Regions from separate parts of the Gossypium hirsutum genome. Here region 1 is linked to region 2. The links are chromatin contacts, called in public Hi-C maps. All regions are on one chromosome and are shown on one strand. Each heading gives the region's core, a stretch centred on a gene start, on an enhancer-like site or on the middle of the called end of the contact. The rest is flanking DNA. Distances are from core to core; before and after follow the strand shown.

Region 1 (6,925 bases), core at 1,909-4,408, 360 kb before region 2:
AAACTGACACAGTGTAATGAAACCATGAAGCTAGGGCTGTGATGGAGTAGGAGATGTTGGTGGCTTCAAATCTGGATACTGCAACCATAAAGATAGGAAAAAATGCCAAATGTAAGCATTTTTTTTCCTTTGTGCATGAAACTGTAGGAAGGGGAAAATGAAACAACAGGTTCTAGTACTTTATAAAATACTATAAGATGAAACAAGGAATTCATGGAGTAATAAAAGTGAGACATTACCGAAGGATATGGTGAAAGTGGTTTAGGATATCCGGAGTTTCCATCTGTTTTGGGAACTGAATTAATTAGAGAAGGGGTTTCTGCTGCTGCTTCGACTTTTGGCTCCGGTTTTGCCTCTGGAGGTGAAAGAATAGCTTTGCTAGTGGCAGGATGTGATGGAGTAGGCGATGTTGGAGGCTTCAAATCTGGATACTGCCACCATAAATAATGGAAACATAAGCATTTTTCAATTTCTAATACAAGCACATACAACAGCATATGGAGTGATAAAAAGTGACATTACAGAAGCATATGGGGAAAGTGGTCTTGAAAATCCAGTGATTCCATCTGCCTCGGGTACTGTTTCGGGAACTGAATTTGTTTGAGGGGCTTCTGCCACTGCTTTGACTTTGGGTTCAGGTTTTTCCTCCGTAGGTGCAGGAAGAGCCTTGCTAGTGGTAGTTGTTGGTAAAAGGGCTGCTCCAATTTGCTGAGTTCACAGGCAAATACAAAAAATAGAAAAATTAGTCATGCAAGATAAAAATAGCATACAAATAATAACCAAGGTCTATATCAAGGTTGGATACCTTTACATCATCGACAAGTTCCTTAGGAGCCACCTTCGTGTTTAAGAATTCATCAACTTGTTTAAGTGTTTGCTTTCGGTTCTGTTATAAATAGCAGAGTAGAAAGTCAAACCATTATGTTTTGGCCTTACGGAACTAGAGACATAAGTTAAGTGACACATTCCATATTTGTTCATAACCATATCATTTTGTATGAGCTTAAGCATTTAGAACAAACAGTCACTGGATGAGTGTACTGTTGCCTATTGGACCATGCAATGGTCATTTATCTTTGCTCATCTTGCACTTACTTTCTACACAGGGCTTAGGCTTTTAGGACATTTGATTATCCAATTTAATATAAAGTGGAGACTTACCTCTGCATACAGGAATTTCTTGCTTACAAGCTGCACAATAGCAGCTGAGCCTAAAAGTTGAAGGATCGTTTCTATCTGCAGAAGATATGGCAAACCCACAATTTGAGTTGTTTCGAGGTGTGTGTGTATATATATAATCAGAGGTACTGTACTAAAAGGACTCAAAAACCTAACCTCTGAAAAAGCCAAAAGGCCTAACCCTGCAGCTGCAGCAATCCCCACAGTAACAGAAAGGCCATCTGATCCCTCCTGCAGATTATCACAACCATTTATCATATAGAAGAAAACTAATAAGAAAGGCTGAAGAACTTTCCAACAAAATCAATTCAAGATCTAGAAAAGTCTCTCTATGACATCAAAATCTTAAAAGTGAATAAGCAATTAGGAGATGAAGATAGGTACTCCGAAGGCCTCAGCGAATGCTTCTGTCAAATTGCTAAGGTCAAGACCTTTCTTTGGTTGTATCCAGGGAAGACCACTGTTCTGCAAAATTGAAACCATTCTCAAAAGGTGCAATTGCTAAATTTAGAAAAAATGGAGAAAGAAACAAAAAAAATTGATTTAGAACAGCACATACCACCCATCCCCGTGGTCCTTCAGCACCATCTTTGACTGCATAAGCAGCTTTGAATCCATTTGCAGTGACCAACTCCGCAACCAGTTCGGAATTCCCATCAAATCTGGCTTTCAACACAAATTTAAAGCAATATGAGAAGATGAATCAAATGAAAGTTCTAATTTCATCTTTCCTACAAACAAACTGCATATAGTTACAAATAAAATATTTGTCAGCCAATGCTTACATATGTTTAAAGGACACATTTCAACAGTTAAGAACGTATAGACTATCAATTTAGAAACCTTCAACCCTTGGAACAAAATGCAGTTAATTTATGGGTTAGGATCAATTAAGAAAGAGGCAATGGCCATATTCTATTGTGTAGCTTAAGGCCAATGAGCCTCCGTATAGGCATATACATTTCTACATTCTTCCTCCACAACCAACACACAAACCATTTAATCTCAGATACAGTGATACAATCATCAATAAGAGTGGATCCTTAACTAGAAACGAAGGTTTCATAGACAATGCTGGGAATTCACATATGAACAAATATATACAAGGCATAGGGTTTTCAGAAGCTTACTTGTCTATAATGAATAAGGTAGTATTTTCAGGTTCCTTGAATTTCAAAGACAGTTTTGTCAAGAACCCTGGTTTATCTTCACCATTGTAGGCAATTGACACCGGTTTCTTCCCAAATCCCTTAATGTCAGGGCTACCAACATCTCTAGACTCCTTGAGAGGCCTTATGTCCAGCAACTGAGCAGTGGCATCGTCACCTAGCTTGGCGTAAGCACTCCTTGCAGACTCAACTCCCCATGGCTTTGGATTCTTTAACAGACGAGACAAAATCAAAGGAACTGCTAAAGCAACGGTGCCACCAGCTATAACCGTGGGATTCTCAGTTACAAAACTGACAACGGTATCAAGGATCCCATTTGGGTCAAAATCAACAGACGAGGAGAATCCCGTAGTCTGCTGTAGGGCTTCCTCGTATGACAAGGCTTTAGCGAAACCATTGGGGAGAAGTGATGGCAGTAGCAGTAAACCCCCATGCAAGGTTCTTGAAAAACACTGGTGCAAAGCTGGTTGGGTCTTAATAAAAGCCGGGGAGTTGGGTAGTTTGAGTGGTGAAGCAATGGGGAGCAATGGTGCTTTTCTGGTCTCGGTTCTTGTCTCAGAAAGAACCGAGAGAGGTGTCAAACTTGGAGTTGCTGCATTGAGGGTCCTCATTTGCATAATTTTTATGCAAAGAGATGGGTGTCAAATGTATGATGGAAAGGCTTGAACCATCAACAATGGAGGATTTTTGTTGGAATTGATTGGATGACAACAAGGCTCAGAGGCCCTTAGCTTTGGAAGGTGCACTTTGAATGATGAAATGGTGGTGAGGTGGAACGAGATATGAGATCTCTGCCAGTCATTTCATGACACGTTGGAAGTGAGATGAGAGGCTTTTTGATCATGTCTTTAGGACTGTTCCTCATCTAAACTCATTTGTGTGGCTAATAATTGTCTGCACAAATTCAATAGTGCATCTAAAGTCTAAACTTTAGTACCTTCCTTTTTATACGGCAAAAACGTTATACTTAATTATCTTTAATTTACCTTGGTATTTTAGTTTGAAATTTTTTTATTGTAATATATGTTTTTTTTGTCTTTATGATAACTACATTTGACAAAAATTATATATATTTAGGTACATGAATGTAACAATATTAACTTTTTAGTTTTTAATTCGAGCTTTAAAATTGATTTTATAAAAATTCTTAGCTAATAATATTAGTAATTAACTTTCATCATATCAACCCTAAACCTAAATTAATTCACATTAATTAGATTGTATTTGACAAATTAAATGAAAATAAAATAAATTCACAATTAACACTACATTTATTCTATTAACAAAATCATAAAAAATTTAAACCTAATACTATTAGCGATTAACTTTCATTAAATAAATCCTAAAATCCAAATTATACACTAAAAAAGTTAGCATTGTAACCTTTGGGTGTAAAAAAATATAACATTTGTCAAATATATATATTAAATTAGACCAAAAAACAACACAGGTAGCACATTAAAAAAATTATCAAATTCAAGTACCAAATGATATATTAAACCTTAGAAAAAGAGATAAAGTCCTGATTTTGATAATTCTCTACTTAGTCTTTGAATTATTTTCGTTAATCCTCAAACTTAACAACTTTTTCAATTTTATTTATTTGACACATTTGATATTGTATCATCATATTATCACTTAAAAATTAGAATTTTATAAAATATTTAAATGATGATGTGATGTAATATTAGGGGCAATTTACCAAAAAAAGTCAATTTTTTTTAAATTTACTGAAATGGGCCCGGTATTTTATTATTTACCGGAATGGACCCCTTTCCCCTAAATCGCGTCCACGTCAACGCGAAGTCAGGGGATATGTCAGCAAATCGCGTCCACGTCAGCGCGCTATGCTGACATGGCAACAAAGCGCTGCTTTGAGAGCGCGATTTGTTGCCACGTCAGCAAAGCGCTCTGACGTGGTTGCGCTTTGATGAAGTGGCGCGTCCCTGGGGACGCGATTTAGACCGCTCGTGAACAGTGCAACGGTCAAAAATTTGACCGTTGCCCCACCCCCAACGGTAAAAAAAAACCTATAAATACCCCCACCCTTTTTTTTCACAAACAAATCTTCTCTCAAATTTCCTCTCAATTTCCTTCCAAATTTCTCTCAAATTCATATTTAATCTCAATTAGCTCTCAATTTCCTTTTAAATTTCTCTTAAATCCCTATTTTTAAATAATTTTAAATAATTTTGATTTTTTTAAACCGAAAAAAATCACTCTTAAATCCCCAATTTTTAAACCGAAAAAATTTGTACGATTTCAGTAATGGACGGAGGATTGACTCGTCTTGATAAGCACCACATATCCGTGGAACAAATGAAGATGGTAAGTGTTAAATTTAATTTTTAAATATTATTTAAGATTTTTTTATTTATGCATTTTTAGATAATTATTAATTTATTATTTGTTATAAAAGTCTGTAGATCGGGTATTGGAATGCAATATCTGGAATATGCATGCTCCTCCATCACCATTGGTAGAGAACTACCTATGGGAAGCGGGTTTTTGGCACGTGGCAACGGTAGGCCGGGGATGTAAGGTGGACCCGAAACTAATCAGTGCGTTGATCGAGAGGTGGAGACCCGAGACGCACATATTCCATCTTCCATGTGGAGAGTGCACTATCACTTTGGAAGACGTCAGCTTGCAATTGGGATTACCAGTGGACGGGTACCCAGTCACGGGGTCTGCCCAATCTAGCGATTGGCCAGCGGTGTGCTACGAGCTTCTGGGTGCTATTCCAGAGAAAATGAACGAAGGTAAGATCGAGATGGGCTGGTTGCAAGACACATTCCCGAATCCGGATGAAGATTCAACCGAAATAGAAAGAATCCGATATGCTTGGGCATACATTCTTCAGTTAATTGGAGGTTATCTGATGCCGGACTTATCACGGAGCCGCGTACATCTAAGATGGCTGCTGAAACACGTTGATTTTAGAACAACCGGTGAATTGAGTTGGGGGTATGCCGTCTTGGCCACATTATATAGGGAGATGTGTGGGGCGACGCGACCGAGGAGAGCAAAAATAAGAGGTTGTCTGTCACTACTGCAGTCATGGGCACGGTTTCGTTTTCTATTTCTACGTCCTCGAGTGGACCACCCATATACATTCCCACTCATAACAAGGTAAATTTTATATTAGATTTTACAATTATTATGTAGATATTTAAAAATAAAAGTATGCTAAAAGTTTATTTAATTAGGTGGAACCATCCGGCAAGTCATGCTCGATTACCTACCGAACTTGAAGATATACGACTTCTATTAGACCAACAGTCGGAAGCACATGTAAGTATTAAATAAAATTGATATTTCCATCATTCGCTAGTCGATTGGTAATTAGTATTTAGTATTTAATATTATGTATATAACTAATATTTCTATACTGTTCATATAGTTTCAATGGACACCATATGAGGATCCAGTAATTCGGGCAGTAATTTCGGATGAGTTCTTACAAAATCGAAATGCTTGGTACGTGAAAGTCGCGTTGATCAACTACGCGACCGTGGAGCCGCACCAGTCAGATAGAGTGCTACGACAGTTTGGATGTAGACAACTGATTCCCGTGGAACCTGAGGTGTTTGACGATCAACACAAAGTTGACCTTCGGCAATTGAATACGGATTGGCTGAGATACTGGTCCAAGTACATGGAAATGTGGGAAGATCGGTATGAATATGTACCTACTCGGGAACCAATCATCGTTCTGGAGTTAGCGTGCGTGCCGGAATACATGCCATAGTTTAGGATCCATGGCAAGCCGTATTTACTGACGCCAGAGGAGAGGCAGCGGCAAATATGTGTCCAAAGGGAAAGGCGCGAGCCTCTAAATCTAAGACGAGGAGACGACGATGCTGGCCTCTCAACGAGGCCCAGACATTCACTCGGCCCATCACCAGCGGCCATGCAATCACTAGGCCCAATGAGAGCACCAACACAGTCACCCGACCTAGCAGTTCAACCGATGATACCCACGCAACCACCTTTTCAGATGATGCCAGGTGCGTTTCCTAGCCCTTTTATGTATCCTAACCCTTATATGTATCCTTTTTCGAGTCCTATGGCAGGTTGGAGCCAATGGCCCGGTTCAGCTCCATTTCCTGTTACGCCGAGTGGACCACCGATGTATAGGCCAGCGGCGCACGAGGGATCGCAAGAGGGGCCGTCGGAGAGCTTTTCTTTTTACCAATCCCCACCATCGTATGGGTTTCAAACACCGTCACTGTTGGTGATGCAAACACCTCCACATTCACTATTCTTTCAAGGTGGATCATCGTCCCAACTCCGACAACAGATGCCCTACCGAAAGAACTAAAATCCCCGCCGTAGGAACCACAACTGCCACCGGAAGCTGGACAAATGAGGAATCCAGCGCGTAACTGTCGACGGCAGCCATGTGGCACTGAATCCGGCGGGCACGGAGATTGATTTTTGTATTTAAATTTATTTGTACAAATATTTTGAATATTTTGATATTATTTGATGTAATAAAATAGAAATTTTTTTGAGTTATTACTAAAAAACCCTAAACTAATTTATTAAAAATTTATAAATTTATAAATTATAAT
Region 2 (6,899 bases), core at 707-3,206:
GATTTGCATCCCTTGGTGGACTTCCCCATAGGCGTCTATGGAGAGTGATCCATTTGCCATACCCGTTAATGTTGATTTAGGTATGTTGCATGCTAAAGCTTCTCTTTTTGACCTTATAAGGTGGTGTGGTGTTTGTGAATTTTAGTGTGTATAGCTTGATTTTCCCCCCATAATGTAAATAAGGTAGACAATTTGTTTGATGATTGGATTACTTGGCATGTATTTATATTTATATTATAGGCTTGAGTTTTCTTAAACAATACCTGCAATTTATAATTCTTTTTCAACTTTTAAAGATGTACTTAAACGTGCTTGAATCTCTATGATTTTTAGTTATTACAATACCAATAATACTAAGTTAAAGCTCAGTTGGTTTAAATTTGAAGCTCCTAATTATTACAATAACAATAATAGTAAGTTAATGTTCAATTGGTTTAAATTTGTATCTTCATTTTTTAACTAAGTATAATTGTAAACAATAATAAAGTGGAATATTAAAAAGGAAAGAGATTTAGTTATATTGGTGTAGTTTACATCATTTTATAATTTTTATATGATTAATATTTTAATAGTCCAGCGTTAAATTTATCAAGATAAATATAATTGTCATGTATGTAATTTTTTAAATCATTATGATATTTCTATTATATCGATCGAAAATATTGTTTATATTAATATATATTAAATGGTTGAATTTTTTTTACATAAAATGAATACTTAGAAAATTTTAATTTATATAAAACTTGAGATGCATGATTTACATGAATGAAGTATGGTATATGACGATCGAATTGTTAAAATAAATTTTATAAAAAATTATGAAAATGTGCAAAATGACTCAAATTAAGATGCCTTATCTTTTAAAAAGATATTGATTTGTGTTTTTAAAATGATATGAATTTAAAAAGAAAAACCTAGGAATAGGATAATGATTGTAGCAAAATTTGCACGTTATTAAACAAACAATAAACTATGGATAAAATATAAAATGAATAAATTAATTAGTGAAGCTTGAAAACATATATAGCGTGGGCTATATTCCTCGAATGTCTACTGATTGTGTGGAACAAATGGATTTTCATTCTTGTAATTTCCAGGAGGCTCATAGTTGCACATAACAAAAAGGCCACCGTTAGCACACCTAACTCGGGCACATCCTACTCTTATTGAATCCCTCCATACAATCTGTGTATAATGGCCGCAGAGTTTCCCCGGTTGGCAAGCAAAGGTTTTCTTATCATAATATTGCTCTTCACCCACCCACCTTTGGACAGCCTCTCGAGGTGTCCAGTGGTCGTTGTTCGCCACGAAGATGTTCTCGCCATAGGGCGCATTGGAGTGGACTATTCTGCAATCGTTGATGCGCTTATTGCCCCATGATCGAGCAAAGTCAGCCAACTTTTGATCCCAGGTGTATAATGGTTCATTCTCGTGAATTCGAGCAGCGTTGTGGGTGTCGAGGAATTGTTGCGCATCTGAATCAGGAGAACTGGGGGTTAGCGGCTTCGGTTGAAATGGTTGAGTGCTTTGATTTTGAGGTTGTTGGGTTGGGTTTTGAAGCTGTTGAGAGTTTGTATCTTGGTTTGTATTTGAAGGTTGCTGAGGGTTTGGGTTATCAGATGAATTCTGAGATTGTTGAGAGATTAGGATTTCAGATGGCTTTCGAATTGGTTGACGGCTTGAAAATTGGTATGTACCCTGAGGATCTTTAGAGGGATTCACTAGTAACTTGGGATGGATTTGGATTTCGATAGATTCGGATGGATTTGGATGGGGGAGAGGCTTGGGATTTAAAGGTTGGTTTCGAGCTGGATTTGGATTTGAAAACTGAGGCTGTTGAGAGACTGGATTTTCATGTGGAGGTATGTTGCGCAAATCTAGGAGAGTTAAAACAAGGGGAGAAAGTTGAAAGAAAAAGGTAAGGATGAAGAAGGGTGTGAAAATATGGGATCCCATTGAATTGTATTGTCTTCGTCTAAACCAGATTTGGTTTTGGTTTGGGGAGGGAGGGAGGACCCCAACACAAACACAAAAGAGATGTTAAGGAAGGATTGTATGATTCAACGGCATTTTAGGATTACCATCCATTTTTCTTTGCCTTTTCACAATATACTATTACTATTACTATTACTATTACTAGTATGGCTCCGCTCCGGGAGAATTTCCTATATATTTAAAACAAATCAAAAAGAAACCATTATCATAATTGAATTGTACTTTGACTACTTGCCCTAATGAAAATTACCAAATAAAGAAATGATTCAACCGTCATCCCATTAAGTTAATTTTCAAAAACAAAACTTGTACGGAAACACAAAAAGATGCTATCATCAACCAACGCTTCCGACCACATCAAAACTTTGATAAATGGAGTGAAGTTATAGCTCTGTCTCCTCTATATGATGATGAATAGCCATATGTCTATTAGTTTCATGCTAAAAGGAAAGCTTTAAGAGGAAAGAAAAGAAAATAATTATTAAAATGGTGTCCAACTTCTTACTTGTATAAGCCCAATCATAGTGATGTTCATCAATATGAACTGATGTAAAATAAGCAAAAAGGAAGCATCATCCTTTCGGTATTAGCTACCATTTTATCTCTTTTCTTTCATGGCCTTCCTCTTCGCCCATCATTGGGGTCTCCGTAATGATTAAATCATATAATTAACCCAGGTTATTTTATTATAGAAGCTAATAAAATATACATATAATCTTAATTCTATTGGTTAAATTACTTACCTTTCATGTAAAAAGTAAAATTAAGTAATCACTCCAAATTTATCGAAAAAATTTAAGTCTTTTTAAAATTTCAAAGTTTATCAAAAAAAGGTTATATTGTATTAATGAATGGTATGAACATAAGTACATTGACTAAAATATCTACCTCATAGCAACCTACCAACCATCCAATTTGTATTTGATTAGTACTATATGTAGAAAATATTGAAAATGAGAGCATAAAATTATAAATTTATTGACTGTCATCTTTTAAGAAGCAGATTATGCATACTATATACATATTATTTTCATAATTCTTATAACAGAGGACATCTAAATTTAAATTTTAACTTTTATGATTCCAAACCTAAGAGAATTACACTTCTAAAATATTAGAATTTACTGGAATTTGTTTGGAAAAAAAGGATATGGTAATGAATTTTATTTTTTAATTCATGAACCAAATTCAAAATATTTATAGATTAGTTATACTCATTGAGAACACCATTGACCAAATTGAATAACGACTAATCACATAAAGAAATGGACCAAAAATTTCAAGGAATATTAATGAACATATAGTAAAATCATACAATTTAGAGCCAAGGTGAGGATAAGTAACAGGAAAAGAGGAACTGGAGCAAGTTGAGGGAAAAACGAAAGTGGAAATGGAGACATGGAAATAATTAAACCGATGTTAAATTTAAAAGAACTATCTTGGTTGTCACTGCCGACCACAGTATTGAAACTCATTGATGAATGATTGATGCTGCAAATGAAAGATACTATCTAAGAGTAAACCAAGCTCACCTGAGATGTCATAGAAAAGATCGAAGCTCTTCTAGATGACAGAGTGAAGAGAAACCTATTAACCGGTTGGCTTAGTGGCTGTAGCCATTGGTAATGGCTCGAACAAGCTCAACTATCGTCAGTATGAAATCCTATTGAGCAGCATTGGTGGCTGCATTTTTCGAATAGGTTGTTGGTTAACTCCATGGCTCCTCGCATGACTATTTTGCTTCATTTCGTTCGTAAATCTTCACTAAAGTTACCCCGTTATAAAGCAATCCATTCGGTGGTCGAGATAAAACGTGAATGATGTCACAGAAGCGGTGTAATAAAATACAAAAATTAGGGGTACATAGCATAAGGGTAGTGTCATTTAAGCACCGAATATTCAAACAATGACTTAGTTCATCCTAAGAATTTCACCACACACAATTTCTTTCATGCTTTTAATTACACTAATAAATAATTATTGATTCTAACATCATTTATCTACAAATATCTATATTACTTATTTATCCTATGAAACAAAATCAAACACTTTTACATAATTACCTTTAGTCTATTATCCAATTTAACTAAGTAAACTAATTAAACTACCTTAAAACTAAACAAATTATCTCCAATCAATAAAAAAAATGTATGCTTGACAAAAATCAACACATAACTTATTATTCTCAACAAATATTCTCAGATTTAATGTCATCCAAGCATCATGCAATTCAAACAAAAAAAAGAATTTTTTTCGGTATATAACATAAATAAATAACAAATATGATAAATAAAATATAAACTAAAATCCATGTACTCCCTTCACAATTAGAACCTACATTGTCCTCAATGTAAAAAAATTAAAGTGCAAACAAGAAAGTTTCCCTGATAAAGGTGAATCCTTATTGTCGTACCGACATCGGGATCTTATGTGCTCCAAGTAGATAGAGAAGTACCTAACAGAAAACAAAACACTAAGACCACATAACATGGAACATAATACTATAAAAGTAAAATAACAAAAATAGAAGAAGAGGTGTTGACAATGGATAAAAGAACGCCGAAATAATGAGTTTTGGGAAAAAAACATGACACTTCAGTAATTGTCATGAAACCATTAAATGTAGTCACGACATTGAGGTAGCTTGTTGCGACGAAGCATTCTGGCTTGAATGTCGTAGCATCGGGTTGCAAATTTGAAACTTTTATGCTTACATGTCGCGACATTGAGTCCAATTTATGGCTTCTTCAATTTTTTTTGTTTCTGTCACCCACTATATCAACACCTATTGTGAAAAACAAATAAAAACAACTAGGATTAATATTAAAAATAAAATAAACAAATAAGAAAAAGTAAAAAGCAGAAAGTAAAGAAAATCATAAAAGTCCTTTTTAAAATACTGAGATGATTCATATCACCACCATAAAAAAACTTGCAGCTAGTACTCGACACTTTGATTTGGTGCTTGTTCTTCCGTTGATAAATGCAAACCAGCCTCCTCGATTGAATCCATTAGCACCACCTTATCTTTGACCAACACGACATCCACATTACGAGCCAATTGACGTCAAATCTGAGCCAACCTCATATTATGTTCTGGGGTATTATTACATCGTGCATCCTCACCCTAATGTTGCGTGAGGCTTTGGTTGCTCAAGCTTTGCCTCCACTTTCAAACGAGAATAGAACAAACTCATCGACTTCTTCAGTTGGCATCTCTCTAACTATGACCAGAAAGTGTACAGGCTTTATTACACCTTCATTTAGATCCAATTTAAGCTCAGTGTTAGTCGTTACTCCTACTTTTACTCCTACTCCTACATATACTATTACATTAATTGGATTAGAGACTCTTTCTTCCTTATTCAAATCATCATTGTAATCTCCAATTCCAAGCTCTTATTAAACTTCTCCATTTAACTCAACATAGTCATCAATTGTATAATGACCTTTATTGTAAGAGTAGGGAACATCATGCACGACCTTTTCTGTTGGAGTATTTTTAGAAAAATTCGATCATCTGATTCATCATGCTTTCCAAGGAGGACAACTGATTTAGCTAGGAAGTCATATGGCTTTTCATGGACGACATCATCATCCTACACTCAGATAGATCATCCTCAAATGTAGTCATATGATCATCTAATGACAAGTCCTTATATTTTTTAGGATCCATACCCCAATCCTGATAGCAATACTGAGGTTGTGGATCATAAGTTAGATAGTTATTAGACAATCCTCAGTTGTAGCTCTCTCCCGGTTGCATACTTATATGAATCATAAGGACTTCATATGAATATACGTTCCTCCTATATCCTTCGACATAACTCTACTGGTTCTTCGAGGCTTTGTTCGACCAACTCGATCATTGCTTGCTCATGTTTTGTGTAACACCCCTTACTCGACTAGATCGTCGGGTCCGAACAACAGAGAGCCACATTCGTTGTCAGAGTAAATACTAACTAATTCATAGTAAAAACATTATTTCACTTCATCAATCATGCAATCAATCAATAATACAACATTGAATACCATGAACATTCTTTTCGGGTCTTATACGAGTACACAAATGCGTTAGAGTCAACCCGAGATCAAATAAGGACCTTTTTGTAATATTTTTAAAATTTATGATCAAGTATACCATAAAAAGTCATTCAAATATTCAATCATATAATAAATACCTATATATTAAGATACACAATTAAATTTGAGCCTTAATTGAGCTTACAAAAGCTCTTTTGTAGACCCGAGCATTAATAAGGACTAAATTGTAAAGTTTTTGAGAATTTAGGGCCGACGTCACGAAGTCACCTCCTCCAGATCGTGATGTCACCAAATATTTTGTGACGTCACGACATCAAGCCACCCAATTTCATGACGTAACATACTGTTTAGCCGGCGTTGCGACGAGGAAATGTGGTCGTCGAGACGAGGACTTTTTTTGTTGGTAAAGTTAGGCCATTTGGTACCTATTTCAAGCCAACCAATTCAAATACACTTTTGGTGCATATTTACACAACATTTCCCTGTATAAAATCATGCCAAAATGCATACGTAACATTAATTACTCAATACTAAATTCAATCAACTCAATATGCCTTAATCTAGCACTAAAACACATCAAACCACTTGCTAAAATACAAGCTAATCTCCCATGTCTTCAATCCATTTAAATAATCATTCATTATGTCATTTCCATGTTCAAAAAATATCATTTACATAATCAAATGAACCATTCATAATGATTCACATATAAGACTTATCATATAGCAAAGTCATACAATTGTGCATATGTGGACATTATCATCCTAAATCAATATTAACCGAAGTTTAGACCAAAACCATCCATTCACAAGATATCACATAATATAAAACCTATGTACATGCCAAAAAATGAGCTTTAA

The links. A called contact is a pair of places that touch in the nucleus more often than the background predicts.
Region 1: a contact with region 2 is called in a Hi-C map of leaf, with 2.3 times the contacts expected there. The contact joins the promoter of LOC107900941 here to the promoter of LOC107900949 in region 2. A contact is called at or near these places in 2 of 34 Hi-C or Micro-C datasets (both in leaf).

Annotation. Positions count from the first base shown.
Region 1 is chrD08:49,609,848-49,616,772 of Gossypium_hirsutum_v2.1, reverse strand. It overlaps LOC107900941 (rhodanese-like domain-containing protein 4, chloroplastic), which reads right to left and starts at 3,158. Exons shown (of 9, transcript XM_016826733.2): 1 at 2,310-3,158; 2 at 1,739-1,841; 3 at 1,564-1,644; 4 at 1,336-1,410; 5 at 1,162-1,236; 6 at 806-886; 7 at 523-708; 8 at 240-431; 9 at 1-78. The coding sequence starts at 2,965. The coding sequence ends at 31.
Region 2 is chrD08:49,250,424-49,257,322 of Gossypium_hirsutum_v2.1, reverse strand. LOC107900949 (protein PRY1) reads right to left here and starts at 1,956. Exons shown (of 1, transcript XM_016826753.2): 1 at 980-1,956. The coding sequence starts at 1,956. The coding sequence ends at 1,051. LOC107900948 (protein TSS) reads left to right here. Exons shown (of 26, transcript XM_041098246.1): 26 at 1,098-1,233.